Linked DNA regions of Mus musculus: region 1 is linked to region 2. The links are chromatin contacts, called in public HiCAR-type maps. All regions are on one chromosome and are shown on one strand. Each heading gives the region's core, a stretch centred on a gene start, on an enhancer-like site or on the middle of the called end of the contact. The rest is flanking DNA. Distances are from core to core; before and after follow the strand shown.

Region 1 (5,202 bases), core at 1,137-3,636, 230 kb before region 2:
AGAGACAAAGTTTGGAGCCGTGACAAAAGAATGGACCATCTAGAGACTGCCATATCTAGGGATCCACCCCATAATCAGCTTCCAAACGCTGACACCATTGCATACACTAGCAAGATTTTGCTGAAAGGACCCAGATATAGCTGTCTCTTGAGAGACTATGCCGGGGCCTAGCAAACACAGAAGTGGATGCTCACAGTCAGCTATTGAATGGATCACAGGGCTCCCAATGGAGGAGCTAGAGAAAGTATCCAAGGAGCTAAAGGGATCTGCAACCCTATAGATGGAACAACATTATGAACTAACCAGTAACCCGGAGCTCTTGACTCTAGCTACATATGTATCAAAAGATGGCCTAGTCAGACATCACTGGAAAGAGAGGCCCATTGGACACACAAACTTTATATGCCCCAGTACAGGGGAACGCCAGGGCCAAAAAAATGGGAATGGGTGGGTAGGGAAGTGGGAGGGAGGGTATGGGGGACTTTTGGGATAGCATTGGAAATGTAATTGAGGAAAATACATAATAAATTAAAAAAAGGAAAAAAATTCTTCTTGTCGTGGTGACCCCCAACCATAACATTATTTGGTTGCTAATTCAGAACTGTAATGTTTGCTACTGCTATGAATCATAATGTGAATCTCTGTGTTTTCTGATGGTCTTAACCCCTGAAGGAGGTTCTGATCCATAGCTGCTTGGCTCAGTGGTACTCGGCCACACAAAGCTTTATGCAGGCCAGTAAGAAATACTTGTTGCGGGCTGGTGAGATGGCTCAGTGGCTAAGAGCACCCGACTGCTCTTCCGAAGGTCCAAATTTCAAATCCCAGCAACTACATGGTGGCTCACAACCACCCGTAATGAGATCTGATGCCCTCTTCTAGAGTGTCTGAAGACAGCTACAGTGTACTTACATATAATAAATAAATAAATAAATAAATAAATAAATAAATCTTTAAAAAAAAGATATACTTGTTGCCTTCTAACTTTCAGGCATGCAGTTGAGAGGCTGGGAGATGTGTGTGTGTGTGTGTGTGTGTGTGTGTGTGTGTGTGTGTGTGTGTGTGCATGAGAGAGAGAGAGAGAGAGAGAGAGAGAGAGAGAGAGAACCAAGCTTACTTCATTGATAAAGACCTGCTCACTATAAACAAGCTCAAAAAGCAATGCCTGCGAAAGTACACAGAGAGCAGCGCTCTGAACGTGACAAATCAGAGGGATGCAATAGAGAGGGTGCTGCTGCAGAGAGCTTATTAGATTAGTGAGCTCCAACAAAACCTCTCCACAGAGCCTTCAGGCCCACAGTGCTTTCTAGAGCAACAGGTAAAGGAGGCTATTGCTAGTGCTCAATGAGAGCTTGTCGTGCAAATATCTGAAGTCAATTAGAAGGCTCTATGCAAAATAAATAAATAAATAAATAAATAAATAAATAAATAAATAAATGTATTTCCAAGGATGCTGGAGATTCTTGGTATGCTACCCTCCCCCTAACAGGCTTTCTCATTTCTTCTTCTGCTATTCTCTGGAATATTCTCTAAGAAAAAAAATTGCCTGGCCTATTGTGGAGAGACATTTTCGAAAGCCTCTTCTGACACCCAGGCCCCAAGGCTGAACAGGAAAGAATGTTGAGTCAGTGTCCCTGTGGGATTGTCTTCCAGTGAATGCCTTTATCTGATCCTTTGCTAGTGACTGTTCCCTAGTCCCATGGAATTGGCCTGTACAATGGTTCAGACCAGAGGTTACTAGGGAAAACCCTTAAGGATCTCTTGTTTCCTGCACCAAGGGTGGTACTGAGTTTGTCTAGCTTCCTTAGATGTGTTCTGAAGGGCTGGAGGGTGTGGAGTGAGACCAGGAAAAAATCAGTGAGGCTAAGGGAAGATGTGGAGATTGATGGGGCTCAACAGGTTGTAAGGAAGAACACAAGGACCTCAAAGCTCATCAAGGGGTCTGGAAGGGGTCGCAGCAAAGTACCCGCAATGCCCACGCGCATGTCTTCTCCCTGCCAGTGGAGGCTCCCCAGGCCACAACCGCTACAGCGGTTTTTCCCCAAGCCCTGGGCCTCACGCTGCAGGCTCGCCTCCTCCTTACTCCTCCCGCCACCCCCCACCCCCCCCCACCCGCCCTGGCTGTCTGGCAGCGCCGCAGTGCTGGCGGCTGGGGGCCTTGGCGACAGGGCTCCCTCATCTCCACCCCCTGCCCGCCCTCCCTAGCCTCGCTCCTCGCTGCCGCAGCGATCACGTCGTCGGAGATTTCCATCGGGGCTCAGGGGGCGGGGCCAAGGTGCGGAGCGCGACTGGGGCGGGGCGAGTGGGAGGAGTGAAAGTTGGAGCCCAACAAAACCCTCCACCTCGCTCCGAACAGCCAGACCTGCGCTGCGACCTCTACACAGGTGGTCGTGCCAGGCACCGCCGAGATGTTGCCTAAAGTTCTCCTGATGCTTCTCAACATGTTCCTGGCCCTTCAGTGGAGGTGAGTCTCCATCCCGGGACCGGGGAGCCTTCTGTGCCCAGCAGGCTTCCGGGACCCCCAGGGTCCCTTGTGACCAACCAGGCCAGCCTGGTCCCTTGTCCCTTCGACGCATGCTACCCTCCTGTGGGCCCCCCTGTAGGACGGGCGTCCGGGGGCTGAAGACAGGGAGCCCGGGCAAGTCAGGTGGGACCATGTTCGGTCCATTGGCGTCGTGGACTCCGGCTGGCCCTCAAAGCCCTGGAGCGGTCGGCCAGGAAGCAAGAGCACCTGGTTCCCTATAGTAGACTGACGCAGGAAGAGGGGAAAGGGCGCGCAGAAACCGCTGGAGCTAGGCGCTTACAACTCAGGGGGTTGTGCTGGGGACTTTGGGAAGGTGGCTTCTGGGCTGGGGGTGGGGGGAGCTGAAGTGCCTCGAAATGTTTTAGTGTTTCTAATCGATTCACTCTTGCTCACATTTTTTTTTTCTTATTCGGAGCGCCTGCTAGTACCAGGCACGATGCCAGGCAACTCTGACTTTACTTGCTTCCCATCCCGTTGCTCGTTTTCCTTCCAGTCTCAGTCAGGAACCTGAGCCTTAGTTATCTAAGGGCTCCCACCCCACCTACCTCCCCTTCCCCTTCTCACCCCAAAGCACCCTGCTTGGTCTTAGGGACAGACCTGAATCAGAGGCCAGGAATGTTTTTCTTTTCTGAGGTCTGTGGTTTGTGGCCTGGATTTCTAGCCCCCTCCCTTTTTTTCTGATTTCTCTTGAGTAGCCAGCCTCCCTCCCTAAAACCCCTGAGCCCGGGCCTTTGTATAAAGGGTGTCCCTAGGACTTCTTGGCATTTAGGGTGGAAGATGGTTGTTTTGTGCCTGTGTTTTAATTGGAAGCTGTTTCTTGTGGGGTGTGAGCTGTCACAAGTTTTTAAGCTTCCTGATCTGTCGAGGTTTCTAGAAGTCTCCATGGCATTGGGCTTGTGTCTTTTCATTTGTTTGTTTTGAGAAGGGGCAATGTGTCTTCTCAACCCAGGTTACATAGCTTCTCAGGGAGGATGTGGATACCCGGTGGCTTTCTGGTACCCTAAGGTGAGGCTGGCCTCAGAAGGGTCTTGGTAAATGTTTCTAAATGTGTACTAAGAATTTCTTGCTATTCATGTCCATTTAGATGGTATTTTTTTCTGGGACAAAAGATGGCCGAGGATAAAGGAGGGGGCGTGAAGAAGAAGGGAGGGCTATAAGAGGGAAAAACAGCCCATCCGGCCAGAGTGGGGGGGGGGGGCATGAAACTGACGTGCTCACACTGTCAGCATGGCAACCTGTGATGTCAGGAAAGGGGAGGCGGCAGTGGAGTGTGTTGGGCCAAACTTCAATTTGGTTCATGCTCAGCTTCAAATCAGGTGTATGATTTTGAGCATAGCCCTTTCCTCATATGGGCTCATATTGTTTGTCCATCAATAAATTTTAAAGGCCAGCATATTGAGAAAGAAAGCCAGGGTCTTCCTCAAGTTCTTTTGCTTCCCTCTTTAGCTAGATTTGGAAGGTGGTAGTGCAGAGCTTCAGTCTCATCCAGAATTATCACATCTGGAAGACTGTGGGTGTCTGAAAAGCTTCCCTGGAAAATCTAGCCTTGAAAAAGAGCTTGGTGGCTTTTTGATGATGTGTATGTATATCCAGGAGCTTCTTAACCCCAAAGGTCTCAGGGTGTGGCTATTTGTTTGTTTACACTAGCAAAATCAAATCTAAGAATCAAAGCAACCTCCACTCCCCCCAGATCCTTTTCCTTGTAGGCCTAGTAGAGGATCTCTGGTCCCTTGGGGTGTTGGCCTGGGGGATTAGCCTCTAGATGCCTAGGAGATCTGAAAAACCTTAGGAAAGAACACATCATCTAAATATGACATTTGAAGATAGAAATGCTTTTCCCAATCCTAGTCTTTGCTTAGCCCAGTATGGGAATTAGCCATTTCAGAAATGAGAAATGGCAACAGCTTAGCCTATCTATATGGCAATTATACTATTCTAAAAGCTCAGAACACTGCAGAAAAACAAAAACAAAACAACAAGAAAAAACCCCAACAATTTGATGCCCAATTGCCAGTCCCCTGGTCTGCACCACAGGAACCTGCTCACCTTAGGCTGCTGCTCTTATTTTAGGGATTAAGTTGCCTGGTGGCTTTAAAGTACCATTTTAAAAGTGTAATACACAAATATGAAGGTATAGCAATCATAAATGAACAACAGCTCAGTGAATTTTCATAAAGTAAACATGATCAGGTAACCAGGACCGAGATGATAAGGAAATAATTGCCCCACCCCCAAGTGTCACCAAACTTAAAATCCTCCTAGAGGAAACCACTCTCTTGCCTTTCAACATCAAACGTTAATTAGTGCTGAAAGTTTTTTCCAACGCTTTTAATTGTATTTTTTCAAGTATATGTAGCAAACTGAATATCCATATAGCCACCATCAGCCTGAATATTAATAAAGTGTGACTTGTTTTCTCTGCCCCCTACATACCATTCTTTCAACTTAGTTTTTTTAAATAAATGTCAGACATCATATTATTTTGTATATAAATATTATAGTCGTTAAGGGCTTCACCAGTAAAAATAGTTAAGAATTATTTGTTTATGCTCTAGTTCCACGGTATCTCTATGATATGGTTTTCTAATTTTATTGTAAAAATCAGAACCTGACTGTGATTCATATATTATGGGTATGTATGATTATGTTATAATGCCTTTTTACTGAATTAGAACCCATAT
Region 2 (5,272 bases), core at 108-2,607:
TGGGCTTCAGTAAGTGGAGAGAATGAGCAAAACAAACAAACAAACAAACAAAAAACAAAACAAAACACTGAGATTCCTCAGGTCTTGCTCTGGAATATGAAACTGCATCTGTGTTTTTGAAATAGAATATAATTAAAGGTTCCAGTTAACAGTTGTTTCTTGGATATCTACTCTGTACCAGACACTGTTCCCGTATTGTAATCACAGTTTTAAACAAGGTAAAGGTTTTTAAACTTGAAGATTTTGTAAGTGTATTGATTCAAAAGAAAAAAAGAAAGAGGCAACTATTAAGCAATAAAGGTACCAGCATCTGAGCTAAACGTTCTGACTCAAGAAATACCTTTAAGAGAAACCGTGACCTATTCTAACGTAGGGAATTCTCTCTTGCATCTGTAGTGTCTGAACTGAAACAAAAATAGGATGGATTGGTTGGATCTCATCCAAAACAATCAATATTCGAAAAAGCCTTTCAGGAAGAGACATCTGTGTTTGATGACCAGCAAGGGAATCAGTGAAGCCAGAACCTAGCAGAGTATGGAGAGAGATGCAGAAGATGCTGCCACAAGTCTATTGGGGAGTTGAGGGCCATTGAAAAGACTGTTATTTATTTATCATGATATGGGAAGTGACTGGAATGTTCTAAGTTGCATAAGTTATAAGATTTGTAAGATTCCACAGTATTCTGTGCCAAAATATGACTCAAAATATGACAAAGAGACACTTTAGGAGGCTGTGAGACACCTATGAGAAAGAGGTGGTGTTGGCTGAAACCAAAATGGTGGCAGGAAGAATGGGGAGTTTGGACAGTGGGCGTGGAGAAATAAAGGGAGTGGGCAAAAACCCGTGTCCCAACAGAGCTCCAGTGCTCAGGGCAGGCAGACACGGGAGGACTGCCTCATGCTTTCCACATGGCCCCTGGTGGGTGTCTGGCTGTGGGAAGTCAAAAAATACAAAGTGAGCACTAGGCATTGTGAATGCAGTTGTAAGTAGGGCAGATCCTTGTGTTTCTAGAACTGACAATGAAAGAAGGTGAAAACTTTGTTGCTGTTGTCCCATTAAGACTTATTGCTTCTGTCTCTCAACTGCATTGCAAGCTCAAGCTCCAGTTGAAGCCAGCTGTGATTCATTGCTGAACTCTTTCACCCAGGGCTTAGCATGAGAACTGGCAGCTAGAATATGCTGAGTAAATGTAATGAAATGAAGTGGTCTGGGCCATGATATAAAGCTTTGAGCTTTGAGCAGATGCACAATCAGCATCTTATCTAGCACCACTTTCTCAACCATGAAACCCTGAATAAGACAGAGGTTCAGCAATCAATGGGGCACATTCCATTCCTTTGACTTAAAATGGCTCATTTCACTCAATACTATCTTCCCTTGGAATGCTTTGGGAGATTCATGCAGCTGTTTCTTCATAGTTGGACACACCCAGACACCTCTACACCCTTGGACTCCAGCCCAGCCCGTGTTGTGTTGCCAGAGAAGTTGTGGTTCTGGTCTGAGGATTCTAATTTGGAAGCTACAGGGGCCCTCTGGCCCGGGCTTAATCACCACTACGTCAGTATAAGTTTACTTTTCTCATAGAAAGACTTAAGAGTAGTTAGGTTATACTTGAAAAACCTATACTCTACAAAATTGATATATACTACTTACCAAAGTTTTACATCAAGATTACATAAACAATTAAAATATACCTATAACTCCTAAGGGAACAGAAGCAGTTATTAAAGACTCCCCCCCCCAAAAAAAGAGAAAACTTCCAGGGTCAAAAGGTTTTAGCTCAGAATTCTGCCACACTTTTAAATGAGAACTAATTCCAGTACTCCTCAAATTATAACACAAAATAAAAACAGAAGGAACATTGACAAATTCATTTTATGAGACCATAGTCACCCTGACATCCAAACCACAAAAAGGCTCTTCAAAGAAAGATAATGACAAACCAATTTTCCTCATGAACAAAGATGCAAGATCCTCAATAAATTGCTGGCAAACTGAATCCAAGTACACATCAAGATCATCCACCATGATCAAGCAGGCTTCACCTGCAGATGCATGGGTTGTTGAATGTTATTCACCATATAAACCAAAAAGCACACATGATGATCTCATTAGGTGGCACAAAAGCCTTTGACAAAAATCCAATGCCCCTTCATGGTGAAAGAGATCAGGAATACAAGGAACATACCTAAGTATTACAAAGGCAATTTATAGTAGGCCTATAGCTAACATAACATTAAATGGAGAGAAACTCAAATCAATTTTACTAAAATCAGGAACAAGACAAGGTTGACCACTCTCTCCATATCTATCCAATATAGTACCTGAAGTTCTAGCTAAAGCAATACGACAACTAAAGTAGATCAAGGGAATTAAAAAGTTGAAAAAGAAGTCAAAGTATCATTTTCAGATGCTATGATAGAATACATAAGCAACCTCAAAATTCTATCAGGAAACTCCTACATCTAATAAATATATTCATTGAAGTGGTTGGATACAAGATTAACGAAAAAATCGGTAGTAATTTTAAAACATCATATAAGATATGCAAATGATAGGAGACTGAGAAAAACCAGGGTAATAGCAACTTTTACAGTAGTCTCAAGTACATAAAATATCTTGGGCTAACTAACAAAGCAAGTGAAATACCTGTATGATAAGAACTTCAAGTATTTGAAGAAAGAAATTGGAAATATCAGAAGATGAGATGATCTCTCTTGCTCATGGATCAGTAGGATTAACACAATTAACAACAAAAAAAGTTCCTCTTCAGGTTCCATATCTCCTTAAAACCTCTATACTGTTCATGGACTCTGGCACATCCTAGAGATGTTCCCCACCCTCCTTGTTCCTGATTTCTGTTCTCACCCCACTCCCTATATGATTTCTTGGCCCTTTCGCCCCACACCATCCTCTCTTCCATCCAGTTCCCTCCATTCATTTACCTCCAATGTCTGCTTTATTTCCCCTTCTGAGTGAGGTTCAGACATCCTCCCTTGGACCTTCCTTGTTGTTTGGTTTCATTGAGTCGGTGAATTGTAGTGTGGTTATCCTATACTTTATGGCTAATATCCACTTATAAGCCATCCTATTGCCAGGCAGGACTCCCACTGGAGGGATAAGGACAATCTAAAAAACTTTTGACCCAAAAGGTGTCCCGCCTACAAGATGTACAGGAACAAAGATGGGCAGAAACTGAGGGAATAGCCAACCAATGACTGCCCCAGCCTGAGATCTATCCCATGGACAAGAACAAATCTCTGAAACTATTAATGATATTCTGTTATGCTTGCAGACAGGATACTAGCATAACTGTCCTCTGAGAGGCTCCACCTGCCAGCCAAGGGAAACAGATGCAGAGACCTACATCCAAACATTAGATGGAGCTAGAGGAGCCTGTGTAAGAGTTGGGGGAAGGAATGAGTGACCCAAAGTGGATAGGGACTTCACAAGAAGACCAACAGAGTCAACTAACCTAGGCCCTTGGGGGCTCTCAGAGACTGAACCACCAACCAATTAGCATACACAAGCTGGACATAGCTCCCCCCCCATACATCCGTGGCAGATGTGCATCTTGGTCTTCATGCAGGTTGTCCAACAACTGGAGCAGGGGCTGTCTCTGACTCTGTTGCCTGCCTGTGAAACTCATACCCCTAACTGAGCTGTCTGGTATGGCCTCGGTGGGAGAGGACACGCCAGGTCTTGCAGTGATTTGCTTGCTATACCAGGGCTGGTTGGTACACAGTGGGCCTCCCCTTTCTCAGAGAAGAAGGGGTTTACAGGAAGAGTTGTGTAAGGGGGGACAAGAGAGAGGAGGATGCTATTGGGATGTAAAGGGAATACATAAATTAATTATTGGAAAACAACAACAAAATCTATCTTACCAAAAATAATCTAAAGATTCAATGCAGTCCCCATCAAAATTACAACAGAATTCTTTGCAGACTTTGAAAGAACAATATAAAACATCACATGGAAAAACAAAAAACTCAAGATAGCTAAAGAAATCCTATACAATAAAATACCTTTTGGAGGTATCACAATCTCTGATTTCAAGCTGTAATATGGAGCAATAGTAATAAATACCACGGGGTATTGGTATAAAAACAGACAAGTCAATTAATGGAATTAAACTGAAGACCTAGTTGTAAATCAACATACCTATGGATATATATATATATATATATATATATATATATGCATGCCAGCATTTTATTTTTTTATTTTATTTTTTTGTTTTGTTTGTTTGTTTGTTTTAGGTATTTTCCTCGTTTACATTTCCAATGCTATCCCAAAAGTCCCCCATACCTTCCCCCCCCCACTCCCCTACCCACCCATTCCCACTTTTAGGCCCTGGCGTTCCCCTATACTAGGGCATATAAAGTTTGCGTGTCCAATGGGCCTCTCTTTCCAGTGATAGCCAACTAGGCCATCTTTTGATACATATGCAGCTTGAGTCAAGAGCTCCGGAGTACTGGTTAGATCATAATGTTGTTGCACCTACAGGGTTGCAGATCTCTTTAGCTCCTTGGATACTTTCTCTAGCTCCTCTATTGGGGGCCCTGTGATCCATCCAATAGCTGACTGTGAGCATCCACTTCTGTGTTTGCTAGGCCCCGGCCTAGTCTAACAAGAGACAGCTACATCAGGGTCCTTTCGATAAAATCTTGCTAGTGTATGCAATGGTGTCATCGTTTGGAGGCTAATTATGGGATGGATCCCTGGATATGGCAGTCTCTAGATGGTCCATCCTTTTGTCTCAGCTCCAAACTTTGTCTCTGTAATTCCTTCCATGGGTGATTGTTTCCAATTCTAAGAAGGGTCAAAGTGTCCACACTTTGGTCTTCATTCTTCTTCAGTTTCATGTGTTTTGCAAATTGTATCTTATATCTCAGGTATACTAAGTTTCTGGGCTAATATCCACTTATCAGTGAGTACATATCATTTGAGTTCTTTTGTGATTGTGTTACCTCACTCAGGATAATGCCTTCCAGGTCCAACTATTTGCCTAGGAATTTCATAAATTCATTCCTTCTAATAGCTGAGTAGTAATCCATTGTGTAAATGTACCACATTTTCTGTATCCATTCCTCTGTTGAGGGGCATCTGGGTTCTTTCCAAGTTCTAGCTATTATAAATAAGGCTGCTATGAACATAGTGGAGCATGTGTCCTTCTTACCGGTTGGGACATCTTCTGGATATATGCCCAGGAGAGGTATTGCAGGATCCTCCGGTAGTACTATGTCCAATTTTCTGAGGAACCGCCAGACTG

The links. HiCAR-type assays count read pairs that join an accessible place to other places.
Region 1: a contact with region 2 is called in a HiCAR-type map of fibro-adipogenic progenitors, with 3 times the contacts expected there. The contact joins the promoter of Gabre here to the enhancer-like site in region 2. A contact is called at or near these places in 5 of 39 promoter capture datasets (the 3T3-L1 cell line, 3T3-L1-derived adipocytes, embryonic stem cells and 1 more), 1 of 484 Hi-C or Micro-C datasets (reprogramming fibroblasts), 1 of 115 datasets of contacts at active chromatin or transcription factors (fibro-adipogenic progenitors) and 1 of 9 other capture datasets (liver).

Annotation. Positions count from the first base shown.
Region 1 is chrX:72,271,905-72,277,106 of GRCm38.p6, reverse strand. It overlaps Gabre (gamma-aminobutyric acid (GABA) A receptor, subunit epsilon), which reads left to right and starts at 2,386. Exons shown (of 9, transcript NM_017369.2): 1 at 2,386-2,461. The coding sequence starts at 2,406.
Region 2 is chrX:72,040,391-72,045,662 of GRCm38.p6, reverse strand. No RefSeq gene overlaps it. Among named protein-coding and RNA genes, the nearest start is that of Cnga2, 51 kb to the right of the region's middle. Within about 2 kb of position 1,357, at least 22 of the 459 cell types and tissues checked have an H3K27ac peak or open chromatin away from gene starts, as enhancers often do. A contact at or near this core is called in fibro-adipogenic progenitors, where this site is marked.